Regions from separate parts of the Zea mays genome. Here all the other regions are linked to region 1. The links are chromatin contacts, called in public Hi-C maps. All regions are on one chromosome and are shown on one strand. Each heading gives the region's core, a stretch centred on a gene start, on an enhancer-like site or on the middle of the called end of the contact. The rest is flanking DNA. Distances are from core to core; before and after follow the strand shown. Region 1 holds the start of LOC100502278 (Ribonucleoside-diphosphate reductase). Region 2 holds the start of LOC103631171 (zinc finger protein ZAT5). Region 3 holds the start of LOC100501945 (AP-1 complex subunit gamma-2).

Region 1 (4,813 bases), core at 1,687-4,186:
ATGAACTTTCACTCATATCTTTTTTGGGAGAGAGTAATAGGCCTCTAGTTCTCTTCGTTTTGGCGCTTGATGCCAAAGGGGGGGAGAGTAATAGGCCCAAAGCAAAAGGACCACACCAACACCCTGTTTTCTAAAAACCTTTTCAAAAAGGGAGAGAGATTATTCAAATTTCAAAAACCCTCTTGATAGCTAAGGGGAGAACCTTTTCAGGGGGAGCTTTTATTTAGCCAAAGAAAAAGCATTTGAAACAGGGGAAGAATTTTCAAAAACTTGAAAATGCTTTTAGAAATCATATTCTTGTACCATTGGCTATTTGCAAAAGAATTTTAAAAGACTTTTCCAAAAGATTTGAAAAACAAAACTAAGTGGTGCAAATGTGGTCCAAAATGTTAAACTAGATCAAAGGAACCATATTTGTTTAAAACTGTTTTCATTTCAAAGTAACTGATGCACATCTGACAAATTGGAAATTAGTTACATTTCTACACTTCACATTTGCTTTGGTTTGTGTTGGCATCAATCACCAAAAAGGGGGAGATTGAAAGGGAAATGGCCTCAACATTTCCTATAATAGATTTTGGTGTTTGACGTCCATCACAAACTATATGGACTAACTAGTTTGCCTAGTTATTATTTTTATCAGGTGCATAAAGTTCACATAAACATACAAAGAATATGACCGCATAACAATTCTACAAAGTTTGGAGCAAACATAATTACTGCAGCCTGTGGCGTACCGAACAGTGTCTGGTGCCCAGGCTGGAGACCTCCGTGAACTGGACGCTCTCGGGTTTTCTCGGCAATCATTCGCTAAAATTCATCGGACTGTCCGGTGCACCACCGGACTGTCCGATGAGACAACGGAGCAACGATCAACTTCGCCCAACGGTCGACTATGCTGATTGCAGAAGAGCAGAAGTCAGTCTGCATGGTCAGAACACACCGGACAGTCCGGTGTCGCAAGAAGACAGAAGACTCCAACGATCAACAGCTCCAAACCCCAACGGTCGGCTGACGTGACACTCACCGGACATTGAACAGTGCAATGTCCGGTGCACCACCGGACTGTCCGGTGTGCCCATCAACATCAACGGTTGAAATAATGGTTGGGGCTATAAATACCCCCAACCACTACCATTCAAGCCATCTAAGCATTGAAACTTCTCCATTCGATACTAGAGCAAAAGAATACACTTCAAAGACATAATCAAAGCATCAAATCCTCTCCAAGTTCCAAAATCAAATCAAGTGCTTAGTGACTTATCCATTCAATAATACAACAGGAAGCCTAAGTACTAGGCCACGGTCGACAACAACCAGATTGTCAACGTGCAACACCACACAGGCACAAGCACGTACATAGCAACCACCAAGACACAACAGCAACAACGCCATACCACCACCACCGGGGTAGAACAGAAAGCCGACGTCCCAGACGAGACCAGCACAACCCGATCCCCTCTTAGGCCTAGTTTGGATACTCTTGGATTGAAGTGGTTTGGAGGGATTAGAGGGTATTTAAATCCTCAATAGGTCAAAAACTCTCACGATACATCTCAATCCACTCCATTCTCTCTTATTCCTAGAGTACCCAAACAAAGCCTTAATCCACTGCAACACGGATACTAGTTGGATAAACGACACCACCACACGATGGATTTAAAGGGAATGAAGGCCAGGACACCCGGAATCGAGCGGATCCATGGTGAACTAGATGGAGCTATAGGTGTACATTTGGGCCGGGCCTGATGGGCCGGCCCGAAGCACGAAAAAAAAGCACGGCTCAGGCACGACACGAAATATTTTAGTGCCGTCCGGCACGGCCCGATATATCGGGCTGGGTTTGGGCCGAGGTCACGGCCCATGGGCGGGCACGAGCACGACCCGTTTAAGGCAGACACGAAATGGCCCATATAGAGGCACGAAAAGACCCATATATTTATTAAAATCACACTTCATTCCACACTTTCATTTACTTGATAAAGAACACAAAGCTATAGATAATGTTAGTTAAATATTTTTTGTAGCTTTGAATTAGAGTATGTGATGTAATTTTATTTTTTGTTATGAACATTAGATAATAAACTGAACTTACGAACTTTATTTAGAGCTGATTATACTCTTTTTCTTTCTAACAAAATGATTTGTAAACGAGGTAGTTATTGCATAGCTCTAGTAACTTAATACAAATATTAAGTTTGCTTTTGGTCAAATTTATTTGTCTTATCTTTTATTTGTTTTATTAAATTTGTTTTGAATTTCGGGCCCTGATGTGAATTTCGGGCCAAAAACTGAATTTCGGACCCTAATGTGAATTTCAGGCTTTTATAATTTCGGGCCGCCCGAAATAAGCCCGACACGTTTAAGCAATTACGGGCCGGGCCATAGGCCGAGGGCTAGGCCCATGGGCCGGCCCTGCACGGCCTGAAATTCAAACGAGTCGGACCGGCTTGAAATTCAAACAATACGGGCCTTTTCAGACTTGATTCGGACCGGGCCGGGCCGGGCGGCCCGAATATACACCTATAGATGGAGCAGCCACTCAAATAGAGGTGAAAAGAGTCAGATGCGCAAGAAGCGGTCAGCACACCGCCGTCCGAGCTCGCCTCCCCTTGCGAGGCCCTCTGAGCCTCCCGGCTCGTGGCAGATCGTGGGAGGCTGGGCTGTTTGCCTTTGGGCCTTATTGCCAAGCACGGTCAGCACCCTTTTATTTTTTTATGTCTATTTCTGCTGCCGTTTTTAGTTGGAAAATAAAGGAAAAATCCTCCAAATAGACAACAATCCAAACCCATACATTTTCTTCTCCAGCGCGCATAAAAAAAAACCTCCACCTCCAGCTCCGCTTCATTACTTACTCTTTGCCTCTTTCCGCGCCGCGAAGGCGTTTAAATCCGCCCCCAAACCCTACTGCCCCCCTCCCATCCCTGCCCCTCCCCCCGCCCCACCTCAATACAATCCTCTGCTCGCGTTCTCTCGTCCCGGCGGCGGCGTAGGCGCGCGCACCAGGTGTTCGACGGGAGTTTTCGCCACCGCGGAAGATGTACGTGGTCAAGCGGGACGGCCGCCAGGAGACAGTGCACTTCGACAAGATCACGGCGCGCCTCAAGAAGCTCAGCTACGGCCTTAGCCAGGACCACTGCGACCCGGTGCTCGTCGCGCAGAAGGTCTGCGCGGGGGTCTACAAGGGCGTCACCACCAGCCAGCTCGACGAGCTCGCCGCCGAGACCGCGGCGGCCATGACTGCGTCCCACCCCGACTACGCCTCGGTGAGGAACCCACCGTGAAATCCCCCCTTGGTTTCAACTCTCATGTCTGTCTTTGTTGTCCTGACGTGGGGTTGGTTTCCTCTCTTCTCTATCGTGATTCGTGAAGTTGGCGGCGAGGATTGCTGTGTCTAACCTGCACAAGAACACAAAGAAGTCCTTCTCGGAGACGTAAGTGGCAGCTCAATTTGGTTTAATTTCATTCATTCATATTGTCAGGGTGAAGGCTGGATTAGTTGGATTGGGTTGTGAGTTGGAATGTGGCCGTTGTGGATGCAGGATTAAGGACATGTACAGGCACTTTAACGAGAGGTCTGGGCTGATGGCCCCTCTGGTCGCTGAAGATGTTTATGAAATCATCATGAATGTGAGATTCTAGTTGCTCCTGGCACATTTCTGACAGAGCATCTGTGTAGATAATGCCGATGTGTTTCTGGCAGTTGAATTTACTGTTGCATTCCTTTTTTTATTAAGGTTGTTTATCTCATACAGTAAATCTGTTGTGCCCTTCACTCACCTTGATGTAAATTGGCCCTCATATCGCTCCAAATGCTGTTACATTTCAGAATGCTGCTCGCTTGGACAGTGAAATAATTTATGATAGGGATTTCGACTATGACTACTTTGGCTTCAAAACTCTGGAGAGGTCTTACCTCTTGAAGCTTGGTGGGAAGGTCGTTGAAAGGCCTCAGCACATGCTGATGAGGGTTTCAGTGGGAATACACAAGGAAGACATTGAGTCTGCCATTAGGACGTACCATCTGATGTCCCAGCGCTGGTTTACACATGCATCACCAACACTTTTCAACGCTGGCACACCGAGGCCCCAAGTACTGTCTTGCTTCCTGCCAGACGATGTCATTGTGGGTTGAAATTGTTTACTTACTGTTTCTTTTCTGTGATGCAGTTAAGCAGCTGTTTTCTTATATGCATGAAAGATGACAGCATTGAGGGAATCTATGAAACCCTGAAGGAGTGTGCTGTAATAAGCAAATCAGCTGGAGGAATTGGTGTCTCAGTTCATAATATTCGTGCTACTGGGAGTTACATACGAGGAACAAATGGAACATCAAATGGAATTGTGCCTATGTTACGAGTCTTTAATGATACTGCTCGTTATGTTGATCAGGGTGGTGGGAAAAGAAAGGGTATGCTTTTTTTCATTATTTCCACTTTTAGTAACATCGTCTTCAGAAATTCTTATGAGCTTCTAAAACTTAGGTGCATTTGCTGTATACTTGGAGCCTTGGCATGCTGATATTTTCGAGTTCCTTGATCTAAGAAAGAACCATGGGAAGGTAAAATCTCGACCATTAGTATTTAATTATTTCCATGTATGAAAAACAGAGTATCTTTGTCTTTTGAACTCCAACAATAATTTGGCTTTATATATGCTTACTGCTATCCTGATTCCTGCATAAAATTGATCCTTGTGCAGAGTGTCTTCCTTATATATGTATGTTCAAGTCTTAGCTTTTTATTCAAGCTAATGTCTTATAGAGACAGTTACTCGTCATAGTTTTTTTATTCAAGCTAATGTCTTAAAGATA
Region 2 (4,813 bases), core at 1,133-3,632, 470 kb before region 1:
TATATAGGCAGAGGCGACAGAGGTATGCATGATCAACACAACCGACTCCAGGATTCCCACCTCGATCCCCTCGCTGCGCACGAGCGAGTTTGTTAAAGAGGGTGAAGCTGGCGCGCTGGGTCCACAGACAGTGACCTGAAGGCACACACGTGTGAGAGGGTTCGTTAACGCTTCGAATGGGTACGACTGCCACCCAGGCCCTTAGACTGTCCGCAACGGACACCGCGCGCTTCCCCCTCCCCTTGCCCTGTAGCTTGCATGCCGGCTACAGGGTACTCCCTAGCGCTGCAGCGGCTGCCTCTAGCAGGCGCTCTACGCGGCGGGACTCCTCTCTCTCCCGCCAGCTGCAGCGCGCGCGCGAGCTCCCCCTTGCACTGTTCGTGTGGGCCCGCTTTGAATTAATAGTAGAAGAAAAATTAATAGTAGATAAAAAGTAGGTATAGAAAATAATATTTTATATTGTAGTGGGGTATAGGGGGAGTATTTAGGGGGAACCACTGCGGAAGATGAAAAAGTAGGGGATAAACTATTGATGATGTGACCCAGAAAAGTGATATAGGGGGAAAAATTTAGAAGGAACCGCTGCGGATAGCCTTATGTCGATTCGCGCAGCTGAGTGATTGGTCGGTGGGGCCCGCCTCTCGGCACCGACTCGTATACTGGGCCGCACAGAGGCGTGGGAATGGGCCGATGCAAAGGATTCAGTCCAGCAAACGTTTTCTCTTTTTGTCTTTCCCTTTTTCTTTTCTGTTTTCTATTTCGTTTTATTTTACTTCAAATCGAATTCAAATCTAAGTTTAGCAATTGAAATGCAACAAACAAATATCCCAACATGAGATGCAAATAATATTTATCTATTTATTAATTATATTATTTAGGTAAAAATGCTCCAAAACATAATACACACATATTTCATTCTAAGAAGGTAATCTTTTGAATGTATATATATTCTAATTAAATGTATACTAAAAAACTTAGTATTCATTAATTATTCATTTTAGGAGTGTTTATATAAGCAAGAGTTACTTTAATTCAAATAGTATTTTTTAAAAGTATTTCTAATTATATATTTTCATAGAGAAAGAAATCTATTAAAAGTCATTTTAACTTAATCTTTTAGGGAAACGCTTATAAAATCCCAAAATAGAATTTGGGTGTTACATTTAGAGTACGCCTTTTGTTGTAATGTGTCGTTTATAGCAGCAAGGAATGTGTTACAGACCAAAAGCCATTACTTTGAATACATAGTGCCCCATGTGGGTCTGAAAGGCCGTTTTGTATTCTTCGCATGGTTTCAGAAGGATTTGGTGATACCCCGACTTGAGGTCCAATTTACTGAACCAATGTGTGTTTGCCAACTTGTCCACGAGTGTTGGTCAAAAACGGGGACCAGATACTTAGTCTTGAGTGTCAAAGCATCGAGGTAACGTTAGTCAACACAAAAGCGCCAGGTGTTATTCTTTTTCTTGACTAAGAGAATCCGGGAAGCAAATGAACTATGGCTCTTCTGGATTACACCCCTGCTGTAGCCTGTCAGCAACTTGGCATTCAATCTCATCGTCTTTAAGTTGAGGAGGGTAGCAATATGGCCGAACTGGGTTGTTTGAAGTCGTCTGCCAGGTGTTATTCTTTGGCATGGTACTTGCAACCATTTCTCTTGACAGTGCAGAACGTCGCCATTAGCCACTCGGACACTAACAAATATAGGCACCCACTTGGGTTGTTTGAAGTCGTCTGCCACCGAATTGATCACCGATGAAAGTATGGGAACTTCCACTGTCCATCAAAATTAGCATTAGTTGGTTCTGAAAAATGCCCTGAGACTTCAAGGTGCAGCCACTGTCCGATCCACCCCAATCCGACTGTGACAAAGACATAAGCACTGGTTCAGAAGTAGTATACTCTGTCTCTGACTCTTGTGCATCGTCCAAGTCTGCATGCATATATAGGATGTGATCCTCGCTCCGCCCTTCTTGAGATTGCATGCAGTGCACATCGCCCTCGTAGTAATTACCATTTACCAACTACGTACATGACTTGCCCCTGCTTGCTGTGTATTAATTACCTATGTTCACTACTCTCTCAGTCTGCCTGCTGTTCTAGTTTACTATATCCTCTATATATTCTTCTGGCCATGCATACAACAATTCCATGAAATGGCAGGGTATATATACATATAGTCAAGATAACCAGTCTTAAATAAAATATTGCTATCAACAACAACACAATATCATCATCTGTGTTAGTTGTTGCTATAAAAAGAGTATATCTGTATGCATGCATGACAGAGCTATTTTTGGTACGTTTATTTTGCAAGCACACATAGTAGACATATATAGATAGATGTTCTTCTTCCCAAAAAGGAGGAGGAGGAGGAGGAGGAGGAGGAGGAGACGACGACCACCTCGCCGCCGCCCATGTCGTCGGTCCCGGACTGCTCCGACGCCATCGTCCCCAACAGCAAGCGACGGCGCCACCGGTCGCCGCCCGCCGCTTCATCCTCCTCCTCGCACAGCAGCAGCACCACACAGAAAGAGGAACTGGAAGACGAGGAGGAGGACATGGCCAAATGCCTCATCCTCCTCGCCCAGGGCCCCGCCGCCATTGAGGCAGCTAGAGTAATGCCGGCACCCCGTAGCAGGCCAAAGAGCACGGGGAGCCGCAGGTTCTTGGCCGCCGCCGAGGCCAGAGGTGGTGTGTGCGTGTCGTACGAGTGCAAGACGTGCAACAGGTGCTTCCCCTCTTTCCAGGCCCTCGGCGGCCACCGCACCAGCCACAACAAGCATCCGCGACGGCCAGCAGAGGAGGTGCTGGCGGCAATGGCCATCACCACCACGCTTAGCCTAGCGGCGACGAGGCCCGCGCACGAGTGCTCGTCATGCGGCTCCGTGTTCACGTCCGGCCAAGCGCTCGGCGGGCACATGAGGCGCCACCGGCCGCTCACCACCACCAGCTCGTCGCCCGCCACGGGGACCGAGGACCAACAAGACAGCAGTAGCAAGCTGCTGCAGGAGAGTAGAATCAACCTGGAGCTGGACCTCAACCTGCTGCCGTCGACGGAGCAGGAGGTGACATCACCACCGCCAAAGCCGCCATGCCATGCACCAGCTGCTGCTTCACCGATCGATCATATCCAAGGCTGCTGCCAGTTCCGCTAGTGTTCCCTGCGGTTTTCATCCGGCCGGGCCGGCCGGCAGGCCTATGTTTGCACTATCTTCTTATTCTTGTTTCGATTACCATGCATGTTGCAACATGTATGCATTGCATGCATGGTCTTGAATCTATATTATTTGTTTATCTGTGATTACGGTAGTGTTGTGTTCGAATGTACGTACGAGCAAAAACTTGCACTGAACAAAATTGCTTCTTGCAGAAGACCATCATGACCTGGAAAACAAACGAATGATGAGTGAAATGAAAAAAAGATCAGATTTCCCATCCTAGGAACGCATATAAAGCATTTTTACCTTTAGTCGCGATTTTTGTTTAGTTTTGCTCTTCAGCAACGAAAGGACAAACACGACTAAGAGTAAAAATATAATGAGTAAATCATCAAAACTACTAAAGACACCACTTCAAAAAATCGAAGAAATAAATTATAATTGGGATTCATGACAGCCCTAGCCTAATGATACCTTATTGTCCAGCCGATACGCAAATCGGTGTCCATCTCCACTCCAATAAATCCACCTTTCCACCCGATCGATTCACACCATGTCGGCCCTAACGACCCTATCCCTTTCGATGGTTCCACCCCGTCACCAATCCCATCCGTCGTCGCTGAAGGAAACAGATGACACCTAAGAGGGGGTAAATTAGAACTTCTAAAACTTTCACTAAACTAGATCACAAATAAAACCCTAGAGTAAAACCTATGCAATTAATCAAAGTAGAATATGCAAACTAGTTTTTGTCTAAGCGTTGCTATCTCTACCGCAATGGCTAAGTTTCAATCTATAACAATATAAGTATAAAGACAAGATTGAAACTTAACTGCTTAATATGAATGTGGAAGCTAAAGAGCAAGGTAGAGATGCAAACTCTCGTGGATGATGCCGGTATTTTTACCGAGGTATCCGGAACCACGCAAGATCCCGACTAATCCTCGTTGGTGCCCCTACGCAAAGGGAAGCCCACGCGAGGGCCAAGCACCTCGGTCGAGTAACTCCGTAGAGAGCCGCGGCCTTCTCCACACGCAAGTGGTGCTCCGCTTCCGGCTCCTCTCGGACGCTCCCCGCCGTCTCCACTATCGAGCTTCCGGCCGAAAACGCCGCGAGCCTCGTTCCCTCCGATACACGGTGGCGGCCGTGACACAAAAGGCGGTTGTCATGGTCTCGCAAGACTCTCGCCCCACTTAGTACAATTACAACGGCTCACGCAAGAGCCGAGGGTTGTGTGGTTTTTCTAAACTCACTCAACTAACTAGGATTCACCTAGAGCAAGTGCTAAAGTGGTCTAACTAACCTAAGCACTTCGCAAAGCACCTACACTAATTACCGAGTGATTTTATTAAGCACTTGGGTGTATGAGCACTTGGAAATGTGTATACTATGCCTTGGTAGGTTGCTTGGGCTCCCACACCTTGAAATGGTCGGTTGGGGTGGTATTTATAGACCCCAACACAAAACTAGCCGTTGGAGAAATGCTGCTGCTCTCTGCGACACACCGGACAATGCACTGTTCACTGTCCGGTGCGCCTAGCTGTTGGTCTGACACCGCACGCAACCGTTGGCACGCATGCTTTTTACACCGGACACTCCGTACTTCACACCGGACACTCCGATGTTCTTCTCTCCACAGTGCCACCTAGAAC
Region 3 (4,813 bases), core at 649-3,148, 440 kb after region 1:
CAAGTATGGAAAACACACAAGATTTCAGCATGCTAACACGGACAAGTAATGAAAATAATAGCCATTGCTATCTAACATCGAGACTACAGACCCTAGGGGGTTGTCCGTTTGAGGAACTACCCGATCCTGGATGAGCTAGTGCATCATGAGTCCATCCGCCAAATTTAGTGGAAGAACTCTATTCCTCATGCTTATACGGTTATATTATACCAATTATTAGCATATGAGGAATGAGATCCTGATGGATCAACCCATTCCATTGCACAAACCAAACAAGTGAGGAGTGAGAAGATGGAATATCCTATTCCTCAAACCAAGCACCCCTAAGTGTAGATAATTCTACAGGAAAAAAGTATTACTCTTGTGTCATGCATACCTTCCTCAAGTACTCCAATGCTTCATGGCTGGCTTTACATAGTTCCATGCAAAGCTGAACGGCAGATATCAGAACACCATGATGTTTTTCCTTCAGTAATGATGCAGCAGCACTCATGAAATTTTCCGCCAAGTCTGGAACTTTTCGCACAATCCTTATAGAGCATAAAGCAGCCTAAAAAACAAAAGCTAGACAATCAACGAGACCTCTCCACAGCACACATTAACAAACTAACCAAGAAGGATAAGCACTGGTGATTGGACAAGAACGAAAGAGCCCAACTTAGAAATGTTCAGGGCACAAGTGAGGACATGATGATAAGGGTTCTTCAATGGCAAATCTATTGGAGCTAATACCTAAATGTGTATGATTTTCCAGCACAATCACTCATCACTTACCTCTTAAAAATGGATCTAGTGGTGTTATCAGCTAAAATAGCGAAATGGCAAACTGTCGATCTGGTCCGTGAAACATCTTAATAGTTGTGTTTGTAGAATTAGAAGCGGAGCTACTACACTCCAGGAATGGGAATATTATTACAAACGTTCAAACAAATTTCAATGAGTACCTTCTTCTTTGTATTAGGGTCCCTATTTTGCAACAGTCTCTCCACTTCAGGAGCCAGATCGCGTGCCATTTCAGCAGAACATATGTTGCCAAGGGCACAGAGCGCAAGCCCAACAATGAACTGGTTTGAGTGGTTAAGATCTCTGCCCACGTTAAGTAATAACCAATACTCTGGAAATCAGAAATAACGCATAACAGCATCAACAGATACAACTGGTAAGCGCAGACAGGGCGGATACTGCTTGAGAGAGTTGGTGACGAGCATGAGGACCTCCTGCCGCTCGTCGAGCAGAAGCATGAGTCCTAGATAGCCGATGCGCTTCTCGGGGAAGCCCGCCGCAGCAATAAGCTTGAGGCACTCCATCTGCCCGAAGTGTGTGGGGTAACCGAGCATGTGGATGAACATAAGCTTGGCCATGTTCCGATGCCGGTAGTCCTGGTCGCCCTCGCTGATGGCGGCCCGTATCGCCGCGCACTCCCGCCGCACCACGGCACGCTCCTCCGCTGCCGTCTTGCACGCGCGTATCGCACGTATCATGTCCCTGCGAAGAATAGTCACACTCGGCTACGCTATACCACGCGAAGATCCGAGGGGCCTGTGCGAGAAATGACGCGATGTGAGAGAGGACGACTCACCGAAGGCGGGTGCCGGAGGAGAAGGGGTTGATGGCGAGGTCCATCGCGAAGTCCTCGACGATCCTCTCGACGGAATCCAGGGCGGGGCGGCGAGGAATCTCACTGCCGCAGAGGCGGACCAGGAAGACGACGGCGGCCGGGCGAGCGGATCTGGGAGGCGGTCGGAGGCGAAGGCGGTGGTGCTGGTGGGATTTGCGAAGAGGCCCCTACTTTGTGTTTCAGAATTGTTTAATCGGAGTCCAAGCTGGCCATTCGGCATCTGATCTCACATCACATTCTCACAGCATGCTCATTTTTTCAGTACGGTATATTTTTTTCAAGTGCAAAACAATCTCCACCTCCACCTGTAATTTGCTGGGAAACATGCTATCTACCCGTCTTTTTAGCTTTTTAGTTCTTTTTAAGAAAGTTTTTTACAAGTACATTTTTCAGTTTAAATTAAGAAAATAGATCCTTATCTCGACATCATTATTATTGGTGCCGAGGTTACACGTCTTAGCGTCTATATAAATGATGTTGATGTATCGCTCTGAGTAGGGATGGATCCGGATATTTATTCAGATGTCATTTTTTTGTCTTCTTTCTTTGACTGTGAACAACTAACATATAGAATTTGCTATGTAAATTTATATTCTTGTTTTTAGCATTGAGACTATTAATCTTCACAAAAAATAAACATTAAATTCATTCTATATCTTTTTAAATAATTTATATAAAATTCGGATGTCTATCCGAATACGGATTCAGATGTTTTTTCAACAAAAATTAGGGAGAAAATAATGTACATAAAAAATTATACAAAATTTTATTTAAATACTTCGTAATATTCTTAATAACATTGCCAAAAATTAACTTCAAATTCTATGTATATCTATGCTAAAATATTAGATTTATGATACAAGTCGGATGTTTTAGGAACATCTCTAGCTCCGAGCACCGATATGGCGTCTACGTGACAGAGGTCGACGTCGTCACTATTAACGTTGATCCATAACGCCCACAAATGGTCGTCACTATTAACATCGACCCATGACACAAATGCTTAGGATATATATCTTAACCACTCAGCGCCAATAGTGATGACGCCGATGTAAAGGTCTATTTTTTGAATTCAAACAGATAAGGGCATACTTGTGAAAAACGCTCTATAAAAGCCAAAAAGCAAAAAAAAAGACGGTGCTATCTAATTCTTGCTCTGCCACGTCTGCTCTCATACATATGCTTTGCTCTCGTGCGCGACACATATGTTGTGCTTGTATAGACCTCGTAGAAATTCTACAAAGGACTACAATAATGTAACTGAAAGGGAAATGTGATTAACCATTTCCTATAATCGATTTTAGTGTTTGACGTCTATCACAAACCATATGGACTAACTAGTTTGTCTAATGGATATTTTTCTCATGTGCATAAAGTTCACATAAACATACAAATAAACTGACCTTAAAGGAATTCTACATGTATGGATCAAACAAGATTTACTGTAGCCAGTGGCGCACCTGACACTATCTGGTGCCCTGGCTGAAGCACTTCGCGAACTGGCCGCTCTCGAGTTTTCTCAGCGCGCGTCCACTAAAAATCACCGAGCTGTCCGGTGAGACAACGGAGCAACGATCATCTTCGCCAACGGTCGACTGCGCTAACTGCGGCGCAGTCTACAGCTCAGAAGTCAGAAGATAGTCTGCAACGTCAAGCTGCACCGGACTGTACGGTGCAGCAAAAGGACATACGACTTCAACGGTCAACCGCTCCAAATCCCAATGGTCGGCTGACGTGGCACTCGTCGGACAGTGAACAATAGAGTGTCCGGTGCACCACCGGACTGTCCGGTGTGCCCGTCAACAGCAAAGTCAGCCAATGGCTAGAATAGTGGTTGGGCTATAAATACCCCCTCAACCACCTCCATTCAAGCCATCTAAGCATTCCAACTTCCTTATTCAATACTAGAGCAAAAGAATACACTCCCAAGACACAATCAAAGCCTTCAATCCTCTCTAAGTTTCAAAATCAAGTCAAGTGATCAAAAGTGTTTAGTGACTTGGAAGAGGGTGATTTGTGTTTTTTTGTTGCTCTTGTTGCTTGGTTACTTTCTTCTTCTCACTCTAATCTTTCCAAGTGTTTTGTAAAGCTAAGCAAGATACACCTAATTGTGTGGTGATCCTTGTGGGGTCTTAGTGCCCCATGTGATTAAGAAGAAGCACTCGACCGGTCTAAGTGACCGATTGAGAGAGGGAAAGGGTTGAATATAAACCCGACCTTTGTGGCCTCCTCAATAGGGAGTATGTTCTTTGAACCGAACCTCGGGAAATAAATTGTCATGTTCACTTGTATTGATCTTCACCGCTCGATTTGTTTCTCTCCTCTCCTCTCTCTAAAGTTCTCTTGCTCCCATCATTTTGATTGAGCAACTCATAGCAAGAGGAACTATATTCCGCACTCCGAATGCACTATTATTTATTTCTAACCCTAACCCACGGTGAAGTGTGTGTTCAAAGTTTATAATTTTCTGGTTTCGCCTATTCACCCCCTAGACGACTTTCAATTGGTATCAGAGCTCGGTGCTTCATTAGAGTTTAACAACTCGAAGTGATATCGGGAGAACACGCCAAAAGGGAGATGGTGACCAGATAAAAACCCGGATCTTTGGGAAAGAAGAACGAAGAAAGGACTCCATCGAAGTAGCCCAGCTACAAGCAAAAGGAGCACAAGGAGGAATCTGTTGTAGGATCTAGGACACCGGCTAGAGGGGGTGAATAGACGGTTTTGACTAAAATAAAAAACACTAGAGAAATTTAATCAATATGACAAGAGGTATAAATTCTCTAGTGACAACAAGTAAGCAATCTATGAGAAACAACTATGGTAATTGTATACAAGAAAGACAATACACGAAATACTAATTACTTGCACGGTAATAAGTAATGCGAGAAGAGAAAGACACAGGATTTTATCATGTGGTATCGGTGATTTGCCGATCACCCCTAATCCACTATTGGGACCATGCTTCGTCGCCGAAGGTCTTGCAAAAAGAAACAGCTTCAGCTGAAGCTGCTTGAACATGATGCCGAAGATACCGTTCACGAAGCTTCGGAACTACAGCATATCCGAAGACGAAGGATCGAACCGACTTAAAGATAAAATGACCTTTTAGCCTTCAATGGTCTGAGTCATTGTTGTAAACTTTTATGAGGGGCATAATTGTAATTCTTCATGAGCTGTGTCCTGCGCCTATAA

What was found. Hi-C and Micro-C count contacts between places; a contact is called where the count stands out from the background.
Region 2: a contact with region 1 is called in a Hi-C map of ear, with 3 times the contacts expected there. The contact joins the promoter of LOC103631171 here to the promoter of LOC100502278 in region 1. A contact is called at or near these places in 2 of 25 Hi-C or Micro-C datasets (ear and tassel).
Region 3: a Hi-C map of ear shows a contact between it and region 1, with 2.3 times the contacts expected there. The contact joins the promoter of LOC100501945 here to the promoter of LOC100502278 in region 1. A contact is called at or near these places in 2 of 25 Hi-C or Micro-C datasets (ear and tassel).

Annotation. Positions count from the first base shown.
Region 1 is chr6:90,696,964-90,701,776 of Zm-B73-REFERENCE-NAM-5.0, reverse strand. LOC100502278 (Ribonucleoside-diphosphate reductase) reads left to right here and starts at 2,936. Exons shown (of 17, transcript NM_001363257.1): 1 at 2,936-3,266; 2 at 3,373-3,434; 3 at 3,543-3,630; 4 at 3,830-4,093; 5 at 4,171-4,411; 6 at 4,485-4,561. The coding sequence starts at 3,039.
Region 2 is chr6:91,168,890-91,173,702 of Zm-B73-REFERENCE-NAM-5.0, reverse strand. It overlaps LOC103631171 (zinc finger protein ZAT5), which reads left to right and starts at 2,382. Exons shown (of 1, transcript XM_020539801.2): 1 at 2,382-3,383. The coding sequence starts at 2,418. The coding sequence ends at 3,158.
Region 3 is chr6:90,253,073-90,257,885 of Zm-B73-REFERENCE-NAM-5.0, reverse strand. LOC100501945 (AP-1 complex subunit gamma-2) reads right to left here and starts at 1,898. Exons shown (of 19, transcript XM_008650630.3): 1 at 1,580-1,898; 2 at 1,183-1,485; 3 at 945-1,086; 4 at 377-550. The coding sequence starts at 1,623.